Regions from separate parts of the Sus scrofa genome. Here regions 2 and 3 are each linked to region 1. The links are chromatin contacts, called in public Hi-C and HiChIP or PLAC-seq maps. All regions are on one chromosome and are shown on one strand. Each heading gives the region's core, a stretch centred on a gene start, on an enhancer-like site or on the middle of the called end of the contact. The rest is flanking DNA. Distances are from core to core; before and after follow the strand shown. Region 1 holds the start of AP3B1 (adaptor related protein complex 3 beta 1 subunit). Region 2 holds the start of JMY (junction-mediating and -regulatory protein). Region 3 holds the start of ARSB (arylsulfatase B).

Region 1 (3,944 bases), core at 973-3,472:
TCAATGTATAAAAATACCTACTGAATTATTATGCTGTACACCTGAAACTAATGATACAAGTCAATTACACTTCAATTAAAAAATAAATTAGAGCAAAGAATCAGGCTAAGCTTTAGGTTTTTTACATAAATTATGCCATTTGGTTTTTTTTAAAAAGGCAGGAAATATCTTCCTTTTATAAATGAGAGAATTCAAACTCAAGAGAGATTAAGCGAGCCCTTCCAGAACAGGGGTCTGCTTGTTTCTAACCAACCCATTAGGTTGCAATTCAATGGCCAAAATGTTTCTAATTCCTGAAAGCCTCAAGGTCATACACTGTCTACAACTCCTATTCAAAGTTTGAAACTTTTAATGAGGCTTTCCCTAATGCATTCCCTAATAAAAGCACCAAAAACTTCATCAAATAGTAAATATACATCCAATTGCTCAAGAGTATGCTTAAGATTAGATAGTCTGGGTTCAAATTCAGGCAGTGCAGTCTTCTAGTTCTAGGATCTTGGGCAAATTAACCACTTGTGCTCCAATTTCCTCATCCGCAAAGTGAGATCAGAGAGGTATCTGGTAACAAGCCAGAGGGCTGTTAGGGGGACCAGCTGAGACACTAAGTGTAAAGGAGTCTACACAGATGCACAAACACTTAATAACTATTAGCTAATTTTAAATCCAATCTGCTCAGTCACCTCAACAGCACCGGCCATAGTCAAAGGCATATTTTTTTTTTCCCAATCAAGGCCAAATCTGACAAAATAGGAAATGAAAGTCTCTAACAGAAAAACATCTTAGACATTCACAAACCATAAATCAATTGTAAGCATATCACATGCAAAACAGACCTATATAGACATATACATTAATTAAACAGTTGAAACATTTTGCTAATAACAACCTCCATGTTGGGAAAATCCACCATCTAAATGCACAGAATGAAAAATTAGTTTTATTACTTTTAAACTTTTCTAACTGGAAAATAAGGGAGGAAATAAAAAACCCAAAACTCTATTCCACATGATCCATATAGGATTTCAATTAGCTCAATACAGTCCAAACGTAATCACAATTTCAACCACTAGCACTTTCAAGAACACCTTTTAAAATAAATTTTAAGTAAATTTTTATTTACCTTTCTGACACTGCAAAGCCACCAGCAGAGCTACTTTACCTTACTTTAGCATAAATCTAGGGACAGCCTACTATATGACCATAGAGTTTGTTACTGAGAGATTAAAAATAAGAAACAAGTAAAAATAATTACAATAAAATACAAAGTTATCAGGATTCTGAAACTTTAATCCCCCCTCAAATCAATGGTACTGAAAATATTCTTTTACCAAAAAAAACAGGTACACACTGTTTAGTGCTCGTTTTTAAAATTCACATTATTAATAAAATTTTAGGGTTTGTTCAGAGTAACACACTAAATAGTCTATACTCATATACTTGCTGTGTTTGGGAGTGGGGGTTTTTTTGTTTGTGTGGTTTTCTGTTTTGTTTTGGAGGGGCTGGTTTTGGTTTTTTTGGTTTTTTTGTCTGCAGTGCAAAAGACATTGTCCAAGAACCTTAGTGGTTGTATAAACCAGTTTGTTCATTCATAAAGTGCCTAAAACACCTCCTTACTCCAACACTCTAGAGCCACAGAAGAATTTCCCATAAACCTAACTCACACTTTAACTCTCCCTTTCAACTCCCCAAACAATCCTTCCACCTTAATAAGCTAATTTCCCCAAGTGTGATCAGGCAAACAGTAAATTAGCTTGAAGTGTTTTTTTGAAAACTCAGATTCCTGTGCCCCAGCCGAGACCAACTCCGAGTCTCTGGGGATGGCTCTTTTTTCTCTTAAGTTTGAAACTACTCAAGACCCCTCCACACACTCATCCCAAACTCACAACTCCCACCACTCCCAACTGGTCCAACTTCGGGGAAACGTTACCGCTAGGCTCCGAGCCGTCTCGGGGCGACCCCACCCCTCTCCCGGAGGCCCCAGCTCGGTGCCCGCTCCGCCGAGGGCCCCAGTTTCTCAGCCCAGTCCCCGCACCCCAAATCTTTCTCCTCACTTCTTCATATCGCTGCTAAAGAGGCCGAAGGCACCGGAGGGGGAAATGGTTGAGGTCGCCTCCTGACCCAGCTCCGTCGCCTCCCCTCCTCCGGACTGTTCATTGTAAGCGAAGCTGTTGCTGGACATTGCTGTCGTGCTGCCGGGTGTCGGGTTGGTCCTGCCGGGGGCTCTCTCTGACCGGCTCCCAACCACAGAACGCGGAACAAAACTAGTTGTCGTGCGGCGGGGCGCGCGCAGGCGCTTCCGGACTCGTCGCTGCTCCTTAAACCGACCAGGAGGTCCACCCCCTGCGCATGCTCAGTGTGCATAGTGGCCGGAGCCCACCGCCGGCCACTCCGGGCCTGCGTGGATTTCCCATCTCCTGGTTTTCGAGGTAGCCGGAAGGCTCAGTCTCAGGCTTCGCGCCAGGCGGGCCCTGATCTTGCAAAAGACTGAGCTCAAGGCTTTTAAAGTTTTTTTGGAGACAGATACCCATTGTATCCTTTTTGATCTCTAAGGAAGTTCCCCAACCCCAGACATCTCTTTGCTAGACTCCTGTTGTAAACCAATAGCTTTCAGATTTCTCCTAAAATGTTATTTAATACACCAGATCAACTTTCTTAGACACATCAGGATTGCTTTTCCTTTTTAAGCCGGTTTCTGCTCCTTTTCCTCCGGCAAGCTTTGTCTTAACTTTTACATCCGCCCCAGGCAACCTCAATCGCAGATCTCTGCAGATTAAGGAAATTTCTAGGACCCCGTGTTTGAGGATCCACCGCTGCCGCGGCAGAGAGGTGATCTTTACAGTGAAAGTTCCAAACGAAAATCCCAGGGCCATTGGTTGCAAGGAGCTAAAGGAGTGCACCCTCCTGGCGTCTGGCTCCCGAAGGTAGAATAAAATGAAATACAGATGCCTCGAGCACCAGGACTAGCCTGTCATCTAGGTACCTCCTTCATTTGTTCTTCCCCTAGCAGTTTCACTTACTAACGTCTTTTGGGGTGTCAAGGCAGAAAGTTGCCCGGCCCCGCAGTTGCACAAGAGAAACCTTCTTTCCAGGAGTAACTTCCCCCAGCCTGACGTTTCAGGTGGATTTCAGAGCCTACCCAAACCTTTCCCCCACCTCTTCCCCTTCAGGCAGGATTTGAAACCTAGAGCCCCTAGAGCTAGAAACTGTCAGGGGAATAGTGAAGCACAACCTGTGGGACCAGCGCCGGGGGTGGGGGTGGGGGTGGGGATGACACGCCCAGAAAGCACCAGCAGGGATGCCGAGATGGGGCTTCCCGCTTTGGGCCAAGCTGCTCCCAACGGAAGAGGTGTGGAGGAGGTGGAGGGAGGTGGCTCAGAGTGTGAACCTCACAGCCTCTGATGGCCACACTAAGAATAACAGGGAGATCATCACTACATATCTACTAAAATGGCCAAAATCCAGAACACTGACCACACTAAATGCTGGTGGGGATGTGGAACAACAGAAACACTCATTGATTGCTGGTGGGAATGCAAAACAGTACAGCCACATTGGAAGATATAATTTGGTAGTTTCTTATAAAATTAAACCTGGAGTTCCCGTCGTGGCGCAGTGGTTAACAAATCCGACTAGGAACCATGAGGTTGCGGGTTCGGTCCCTGCCCTTGCTCAGTGGGTTAATGATCCGGCGTTGCCGTGAGCTGTGGTGTAGGTTGCAGACACAGTTCGGATCCCGCGATGCTGTGGCTCTGGCCTAGGCTGGCGGCTACAGCTCCAATTCGACCCCTAACCTGGGAACCTCCATATTCCGCCGGAGCGGCCCAAAGAAATAGCAAAAAGACAAAATAAATTAATTAATTAATTAAATTAAATTAAACCTACTCCTGGAGTTCCGGTTGTGGCTCAGCAGTTATTGAACCCAACTAGTATCCATGAGGATGCAG
Region 2 (3,944 bases), core at 466-2,965, 880 kb after region 1:
CCTTACAGACCTTGTTTGCTAGCTCAAAGAAACAGCCCTGGTCACAGCTGCCCAGCTGGATGTAGTTTCTTTGCTAGAGCAGATAATATGGTCTCTGGTACTCAATATGCAGCCATTCATTTAGCCAGTGTGTTCTTTTCTATCCCAGTCAGGAAAGAAAACCAGAAATACTTTGCTCCAGGGCCATGTTAACTCTCCCACCATGTGTCATAAGACTACTGGACATACCTCAGAATGTCATATTGATGACATCATGCTGATCTGGCAGGATGAGTAATTGCTAGCGTGTTGGAGACCCTGGTAAGACATATGCACTCCAGAGGGAGGAAGACAAACTCTACAAAAATTCAGGCAATTGCCTACTCACTAAAGTTTCGGCACATCCCAGCAGGACATTCCCTTCAAAATAAAGGACAGATAACTGCATCATGCAGCCACAACTACAGTGAAAGAAGCAATGACTGCTAAGCCTCCTTCCGCTTTGCCGGCAACACATTCCACACCTAGGAAAACGTCTCAAGCTCTCAAATCAGGTGGTACGGAAGGTGCCACCTTTGAGTAGGACTCAGAAAGGAGAATGGCTCTACAGCAGGTCCTGACTGCAGAGCATAGAGTCAAAAATCCCAGCACACCCTACAGTATTCAAGATGTCAGTAGCAGTAAAAGATACGGTGTAAAGTTTACAGCAAGTCCCAGTGGAAGAATCACAACACTGAAGTTGGAACAAGGTCAAAATGTAGCTTTCTATAACTCTCCTTATTCCCAGGGAGTGATTTATACACTCAGACCTTGCTCAACAATCAGATACAAGCCTAAATAAAGAATTGTAAAATACTACCTAAAATGCCATGGGAATTCTGGTTTGCTTCTTTTTATTTCCAGGATAACAATTATAAGATAGAGAAAATGAGAAACATTGACACCACCTTTTGACAAAACACAGCTGCCAGAGTATTGGGGAAAATACTTAACACCTGTATGACTAGGAACCCATTTTCTCTAGCATTATTTTGAAGAGATGCAATTTTATTTCTGTGGGGGAAGATTGCAATTCTAATACATATGTAAACAATATATTTCCCATAAACATATTCTTTTGGCATTCATTCTCAGTATTCATACTTATCTGTAATATATTATGAGAGCTAGTGATTATCTCATCTCATCACTTTCTATCAGAAAAACTTGGGTTTTTTTTTTGTTTTTTTTTTGTTTTTTTTTTTTTTTTTTTTTTCAGCCTCACTGGCAGGCACATGGAAGTTTCTTGGCCAAGAATCAAATCCAAGCCACAGCTGCAGCAAAACCAGATCCTTAACCCACCACGCCAGGCTCGGGATCAAACCTGTGCCTCCACAGAGACTAGCTGGATCATTAACCCACTGTGCCACCGAAGGAACTCCCTATCAGAAAAACTAGCAGTAGTTTTTCTAAAATGTGTTATTATTTGCTTAGCTGATTATACTCATTTGCAGTGGTTGTTTTTGGGTTGTTCATTTGTTTGTGTCTTTTTAGGGCTACACCTGTAGCATAGGAAGTTCCCAGGCTAGGGGTTGATTGGAGCTGCAGCTGCCAGCCTATGTCGCATCCACAGCAACATCAGATCCGAGCCTCAGGTGCAACCTATGCCCCAACTTGCAGCAACGCCAGATCCTTAGCGTATTGAGCAAGGCCAGGGATCGAACCTACGTCATCATGGATACTAGTCAGGTTAGGTTCCTTAATGCTGACCACAATGAGAACTCCTACAATGGATTTTTTTTTCTTTTGTCTTGCCTTTCATAAGGGATATGTCTGATTTCCATTTGAGAGTTGCCACAAGTTCAGTTATGAGCTTTGACAATTTATGGTTCACATAAAGAACTGTAAAAAGCTTTTAAAACCTGTCCTAGTCCCTTTTGCTCATCCTGCCCTACCCAAAGTGGCCCTTCCCAACACTCCTTTTTTGGTCAAAGCAGATCTATAGGTCTAAAATGTCCAGCTGAGTGACAGGGCAAAAACTTTTTGCTGGTTTTTTTCAGACGTCAGGACAATACTGAGGTAAGCATGGATGACAATACAAGGTTAATCTGTTCTCACATATCTTTTAGAAATATGAATAAAATTAATCATTCCCATTGTACTTTACTGTGAACAGAGAATAACTGCAATATGAATTGGACACTAGCAGGAAAGAGAATGCTAATAATATAAACTGGATTATAAAATCCACTAGTCAATTTTAAGAATGTATTTCAGTATGAATAGCAGAATTCCTCAGATTTGCTTTTTTTTTTTTGGTATGTGCATTCTGGGAACTCTGATAACTGAATACAATTTCAACAGGGCTCAAACCTGTGACCTCAAAACGAGGTTCACAGAACAGTACACAATGATGAAACCTGAAGCAATAAACCACAGATGAACCGAGATGTAAGCATTCATACTGCTAGGACAGGGCTGCATTTTCATTTATTTTGTTTTGGAGTTCTACTGGGTTGTCTTTCAGACACCTTCCCTTCATTCCTTAAAATGTCGGAAGGGTGTTAGGGGACAATCCAATAGTCTAGATAGATCCCAGTAAAGTTCAGCACATAGTTCACAAAACGTTACCGAGTTATTTCTGAATGTAGGAATTATCCCTCTGGGCGAATGGAGGAAAATTTACACTTGAGGGTCCCTTTGAATGGCTGGAGTTTAAAAAATCTCAGTTCCTCCGTCTTTGTTCCTCTTTAACTGGGTTCGGAGACCACCTGTCCCGAAGGGCACACCTGCAACTCTCAATGCCTGCAGTTCCCCGCCTCCAGCTCTCGAAGGGAGGTGCTGAGCGGGAAGAAAAGAGCCGGCGCGCGGCCGCCAGCGGACCGGGGCGGGGACGCCGAGGGGCGGAGCCGACGGGCGCGAGCGGGGTGTGCGCGCCGCCGCCGCGTCACCAGCGTGCGGCACGTGCCCGTGTTTACGTCCCTCGTGGAGCCGCCGACGTCAGCAGCCGAATAGCAACATTGTGGCGATTCTGAGGCGCAGAGTTTAGGAGACCCGTCCCTCCATCAGGCCGGCTCCAGGCGGTCGGCAAGAAGAGGCGGGGGGGCGGGGAGGTCGGCCCGAGTGAGCGGCGGAGAGGTAGAAGCCGCGGGCCCCTACCACCTTCCTGCCTGTCCGGCCCCGCGGAACCCTCGCCTCACCTCCGGAGCGCCTGAGACGCAGCACCGCGGCCTCGCTCGGGGGGCGGCCAGGGCGGGCGCGGGGAGCGGCCGCAGAACGGGGCTTGTAAACAGATCCCGCCGCACGTGACCATGTGAACTACCTGCTCCTGGGACGCGTATTGTCTTTCCCGCGAGCCGCGCGACAAAGGAACGCGGCGGGTGCGAGTGCGGAGAGGCGAGCGAGCGAGTGCGGAAAGCCGGCCGGCGCGCTAAGATGGCTGAAGGCGCCCGGCGAGGGTGAACGGGGGGCGCGGCGGAGCCAGCCGGTGACTCCTCGGGCGGACAGGGCCGCCGGCGTCTTCCCCGCGGCCTGGCGCCGGAGCCACCATGTCGTTCGCGCTGGAGGAGACGCTCGAGTCGGACTGGGTGGCCGTGCGGCCCCATGTGTTCGACGAGCGCGAGAAGCACAAGTTCGTCTTCATCGTAGCCTGGAACGAGATTGAGGGCAAGTTTGCCATAACCTGCCACAACCGGACGGCCCAGAGGCAAAGGAGCGGCACCCGCGAGCAGGCGGGGGCGCGAGGGGGCGCCGAGCCCGGCGTACCCGCGTCCGACGGGACCCGCGGGCCGGGCAGCCCGGTGGGCAGGGGTCGGCCCGAGGCCATTGCTTCCACGACTCTGGGCAGGAGTCCCGGGCCTCGGAGGCGTCCGGCATGGGCGGAGGGCGGCCCTCCGCGGAGCGCGTGCAGCCTTCGGGGGGACCCGCTGCTGCGGAATTCGGCCGGCCGAGGGGCGGAGAGCTCTCTCCGGAGCCCAGTGCGGACC
Region 3 (3,944 bases), core at 924-3,423, 640 kb after region 1:
GTTCACAGGGAACCATAATCGCTCCCACTGTGGGCTCGCCTTCATTTCAAAGCTCCCTCCAGCGTTCCTGGCTCCCCACCTCTCACTGCCCCACTCCGGGACTCGCTCCTGCTCCATCGTCCCCTTCAGGACCACTCCACAGAGTCCATTCTGACCTTTCTGCCTACCGGCTACCGGCCCCGCAACGAGCATCGGCCAAAATCCCCTTCACCCCGACCTTTAGAAAACGGAAGACAGAAAAACCACCCAGAGAGGTGGGGCGCCTGGAGATGAGGGGGCGCCCGGACACCGGGCATGCGCAGAGGCCGCCGCGAGCCTGGGAGGAGCTGCGACATCGCTGCGTGGGCGAGAAGCCGCCTCTTTGGGACTGATATCGGGGGACCGACCCCGACTGGCCTGTCGCCGCCTGGGTCTCGGGCCCCACTTCTAGGAAGCTCGCGGGCCGGGCAGGCCCGGATCGGAGCGGAGCGGGGCGGCCGAAGGAGGAGGGCCGCGGCCGGAGGCGGGGGCGGAGCCGGGCGCGGGGCCGGCGGGCCGCCGGGGGCGCTGCGTACCTGGTAGCGGCCGGTGAGCAGCTGGCTCCGCGATGGCGTGCACAGCGGCTGCGTGTAGTAGTTGTCCAGCAGCACTCCGCCGGCCGCCAGCGCGTCCAGGTGCGGCGTGCGGATTTCCGAGCCGTGGAAGCCCACGTCGTTCCAGCCCAGGTCGTCCGCCAGCACGAAGACGAGGTGAGGCGGCCGGCCGGCCCCAATGCTGGAACCGAGAGGAGGCAGCAGCAACAGCAGCAGCCCCAGCGGGAGGACGGTGGGGAGGAGCGGCCGCCGCTGCCCGGGGCCTCGGGGCCAACTCTCAGCGCCTCGCCGGCCCATCTTGCGTCGCCCGCGTTGCCCGCGCCTGTGGCGCCGCCAGCCTCGGGCACCACTTATAGAATCAGGAACTGAGCAGCCGGGGCTGCCCCGCCCCGGCACTGAACCTCACCCCCTGCGGGCCGTGGGCAGTAGAGGCCCAGCGCCGGAGACCCGCCGCCTCTAACCCCGGCCCGGGCCCGTGTGGCGGGGGAGGAGCCAGCGAGTAGAACTCGGGCAGCCTCGCAGCTGTGCTCCAGGGTAACTCCGTTGATGCTTGATAAGGGCCAAGGTCTCATCTTTCCAGCGATGCTCGTTGCCTCTTGGCATCCTAAAAGAGGAGCGAATTTGCTCTTTTTAGTAACTCTTCACAATTTACACAGCATTTTTGACAGCCCTTATCTCTTTAAATCTCACAACTCTGACGGCTCGGAATCATAATTTTGCCCCTCCCCCCCCCTTTTTTCCGGAGTAAACAAGCTTGGAGTTGCTTGGGCGTAACCCAGACCCAGTTCTGACTCCATATCTTGAGCTATAATGTTTTAAGAGTCGTGAAAGCATCGTTTCTAGCAGAATTGTTTCTAGCAAAAGAACCCAGCCTCGTGCATGTAGAACAATGAAGAGGCAGAGATCTGAATGGCGTTTCAGATTCCTTTAAGAATAGCATAGGCCTGCGAAGCCACTTCCTCCCCACTTAGCCAAAAGGGGCCAAGTACACACTCGGACTGCACGGTGCCGTTTTGAAGGTGCAGCTTTATAGTTAGGCTGCCCTTGGAGTGCTGTGTGGCCAGGGAGTAGCTCATTAGCTTGTCCAGATACGAGCCCTTTCAGAGTTGGCTCCCCCACAATGAAGTGGTGAACCAAAGTAGACTCATTTGCCTGAAACAGTCCCTGGATGGAAAGAAACATTCCTTTAGCCACATGCTCATTGAAGCATGGGAAGTTAGCCTCATGACCAGTGTATTCCCATTGCCAGCCAAGACTCTGCCTCCTCCCTCTATCTGGAGACAGACAATAACTGTTACTGGTTGTAGGGGAAGAAATTTTGCGCTCCTTTCAGGTTATCTGCTTCTGATTCCATGGGACTCATTGTACACATTTATAGGTTGTAGATAACTGAGAGCAATGGAAACTAATTCTTGTTTATACACATGCAAATTAATTCTATCCATTGGAATGACACCCTCGCCACTACCTTGGAAAAAAGTTTTGCCTCCACTTACACATTTATTTCATATTCCTGATCTGTTCCTTGGATTGTTCTTGGAACTGGTGTTAACACTCTGTTTCTTCGTTAATGAATTAAATAAAATCTTTGATGTATATTCATTTTATATGTGTATAAGGATCATGATTTTCTCATTTTTTGAAAATTATTCTCTAACATATGGAATGTTTCCTTCTTTACATACATAGAATTTTTTTTCTCTGCATGAAGTAAATTAATTTATGTTACAGCCACTTGTCATCTGTGGTGGAATCGATGAAATTTAGCAGGAGAAAAATTGGCATTAAGTAAAAAGAAATTTGTGTGTGTGTCTTTTTAGGGCCATACTGGTGACATGAAGGTTCCCACGGCAGGGATTGAATTGGAGCTGTAGCTGCTGGCCTACTCCACAGCTATAGCAAGGCGGGATCCATGCCTTATCTGTGACCTACACCACAGCTCACGGCAATACCAGATCCTTACCCACTGAACGAGGCCAGGGATCGAACCTGCGTCTTCAGGAATACTAGTCAGGTTAACCGCTGAGCCACAATGGGAATTCCAAAAAGAGAATGTTGAAGAGCTATTTGACTCTCATTAGGTTAAGGCTTGAAAATTTCCTTTAAAAACCATGTAAAAGATCTTTAAGGACAAAATTTTCCATGGTGGCCCTTGCCTGTCCCTCTTTCCATAACTGTTCCTCCCTACCCTTCAGGATAGAAATCAGATTGCCCAAACCATGGCTGGTAATCTGCAGGAACAATTCCTCCTTTGACCAACTGCTCCAGAAACTACTGAACTTGCACTGCACCTTCCGATGTCCTGAATTTTCAAATAAAAGCTTATGCTAAAAATGCTCTGGAAATGTGCAAATGAGTTAATTAAAAAGAGTTAATTCTATTTTTCATTTATGCATTGAACATCTTTGACGTGCAGTATAGTCTAGTTATTGTAAAATCTCTCCATTAGAGTTGTTGTTTCCTAATGATTAGGCGCAGGTTATGGGTTTATACAGAAATACTGCAAATATAACGTATTCTTGATGCTTCATATTAAGAGTCAGGTGTTGTTGATTTACTTTATTATTTGATAACTTAAGGTGGCCGTTTCCCCACTGTAAAGTTATTATTTCCCCCCTGTAATTAATAATTATTTTATGGGGAGGTACTTTGAGAGTATGCATATATTCTGTTATTCCTAAAACTTTCGCTTATTAGTTTTAACCTTCCCTGAGGCTTATTGCTTCAGTCATTATTAGGATGGTTCCCAAATGGTGATTATAGTGATTTTCTATCATTCTTTAAATAGATTTATTAGTTGTCTTTCTACTACTGTAAGGAAGAACTTTGCCTTCTTCCTCATGTGTTTGTTTATATCACTATGAACTCAAAGATTCTTAATTTAATCAGTATAATAATACATATTAATCATATCAGTGCTCAAATTTCCTCTGATTTGGCCAGTGGGAGCCCCTTCAGTCTAACTCTTGTGTCCTTGTGGCATGTTCTCTTTAATATTTGAGCACTCCCTTACTTTATGGTACAACAAGATATTCTAGATTCATCTTGGATTTTTTCTTCCCCAACCCTGGAATCAGCCACTTCTCCAAGGAACCCCTGACACCTCTTAGAGGAGGGTGGCCTCTAGAAACCAAGATCTGTGCTACAGGCTACTCTTGCTACTGGGCTGTCATTGCTGGTAGGATCTCTCACCAAAGATAGAAACTAGATGTATGTATACACATATACGCATACATTAGGTATTTACATATACACACCCATATTTTATAGGTACATAATTATAGATATAAAACCATGAGTTCCTAGTGAATACCTCCAATTCTGCTTTCCCCCTTTCCATATGCACATGGGTTGTACCAATTTTCATTAGCA

What was found. Hi-C and Micro-C count contacts between places; a contact is called where the count stands out from the background. HiChIP or PLAC-seq counts read pairs in DNA pulled down with a chosen protein or histone mark.
Region 2: a Hi-C map of liver shows a contact between it and region 1, with 5 times the contacts expected there. The contact joins the promoter of JMY here to the promoter of AP3B1 in region 1. A contact is called at or near these places in 2 of 5 promoter capture datasets (fetal liver and liver) and 2 of 47 Hi-C or Micro-C datasets (liver and retroperitoneal adipose tissue).
Region 3: a contact with region 1 is called in an H3K27ac HiChIP or PLAC-seq map of alveolar macrophages. The contact joins the promoter of ARSB here to the promoter of AP3B1 in region 1. A contact is called at or near these places in 1 of 5 promoter capture datasets (fetal skeletal muscle), 1 of 47 Hi-C or Micro-C datasets (fetal skeletal muscle) and 2 of 2 datasets of contacts at active chromatin or transcription factors (alveolar macrophages and skeletal muscle).

Annotation. Positions count from the first base shown.
Region 1 is chr2:87,140,441-87,144,384 of Sscrofa11.1, forward strand. AP3B1 (adaptor related protein complex 3 beta 1 subunit) reads right to left here and starts at 2,223. Exons shown (of 27, transcript NM_001098585.1): 1 at 2,052-2,223. The coding sequence starts at 2,179.
Region 2 is chr2:88,019,857-88,023,800 of Sscrofa11.1, forward strand. JMY (junction-mediating and -regulatory protein) reads left to right here and starts at 1,716. Exons shown (of 10, transcript XM_021084484.1): 1 at 1,716-3,944. The coding sequence starts at 3,507.
Region 3 is chr2:87,777,380-87,781,323 of Sscrofa11.1, forward strand. ARSB (arylsulfatase B) reads right to left here and starts at 2,174. Exons shown (of 8, transcript XM_021084478.1): 1 at 555-2,174. The coding sequence starts at 869. LOC110259405 (a long non-coding RNA gene) reads left to right here. Exons shown (of 2, transcript XR_002341753.1): 1 at 1-728; 2 at 2,393-2,969.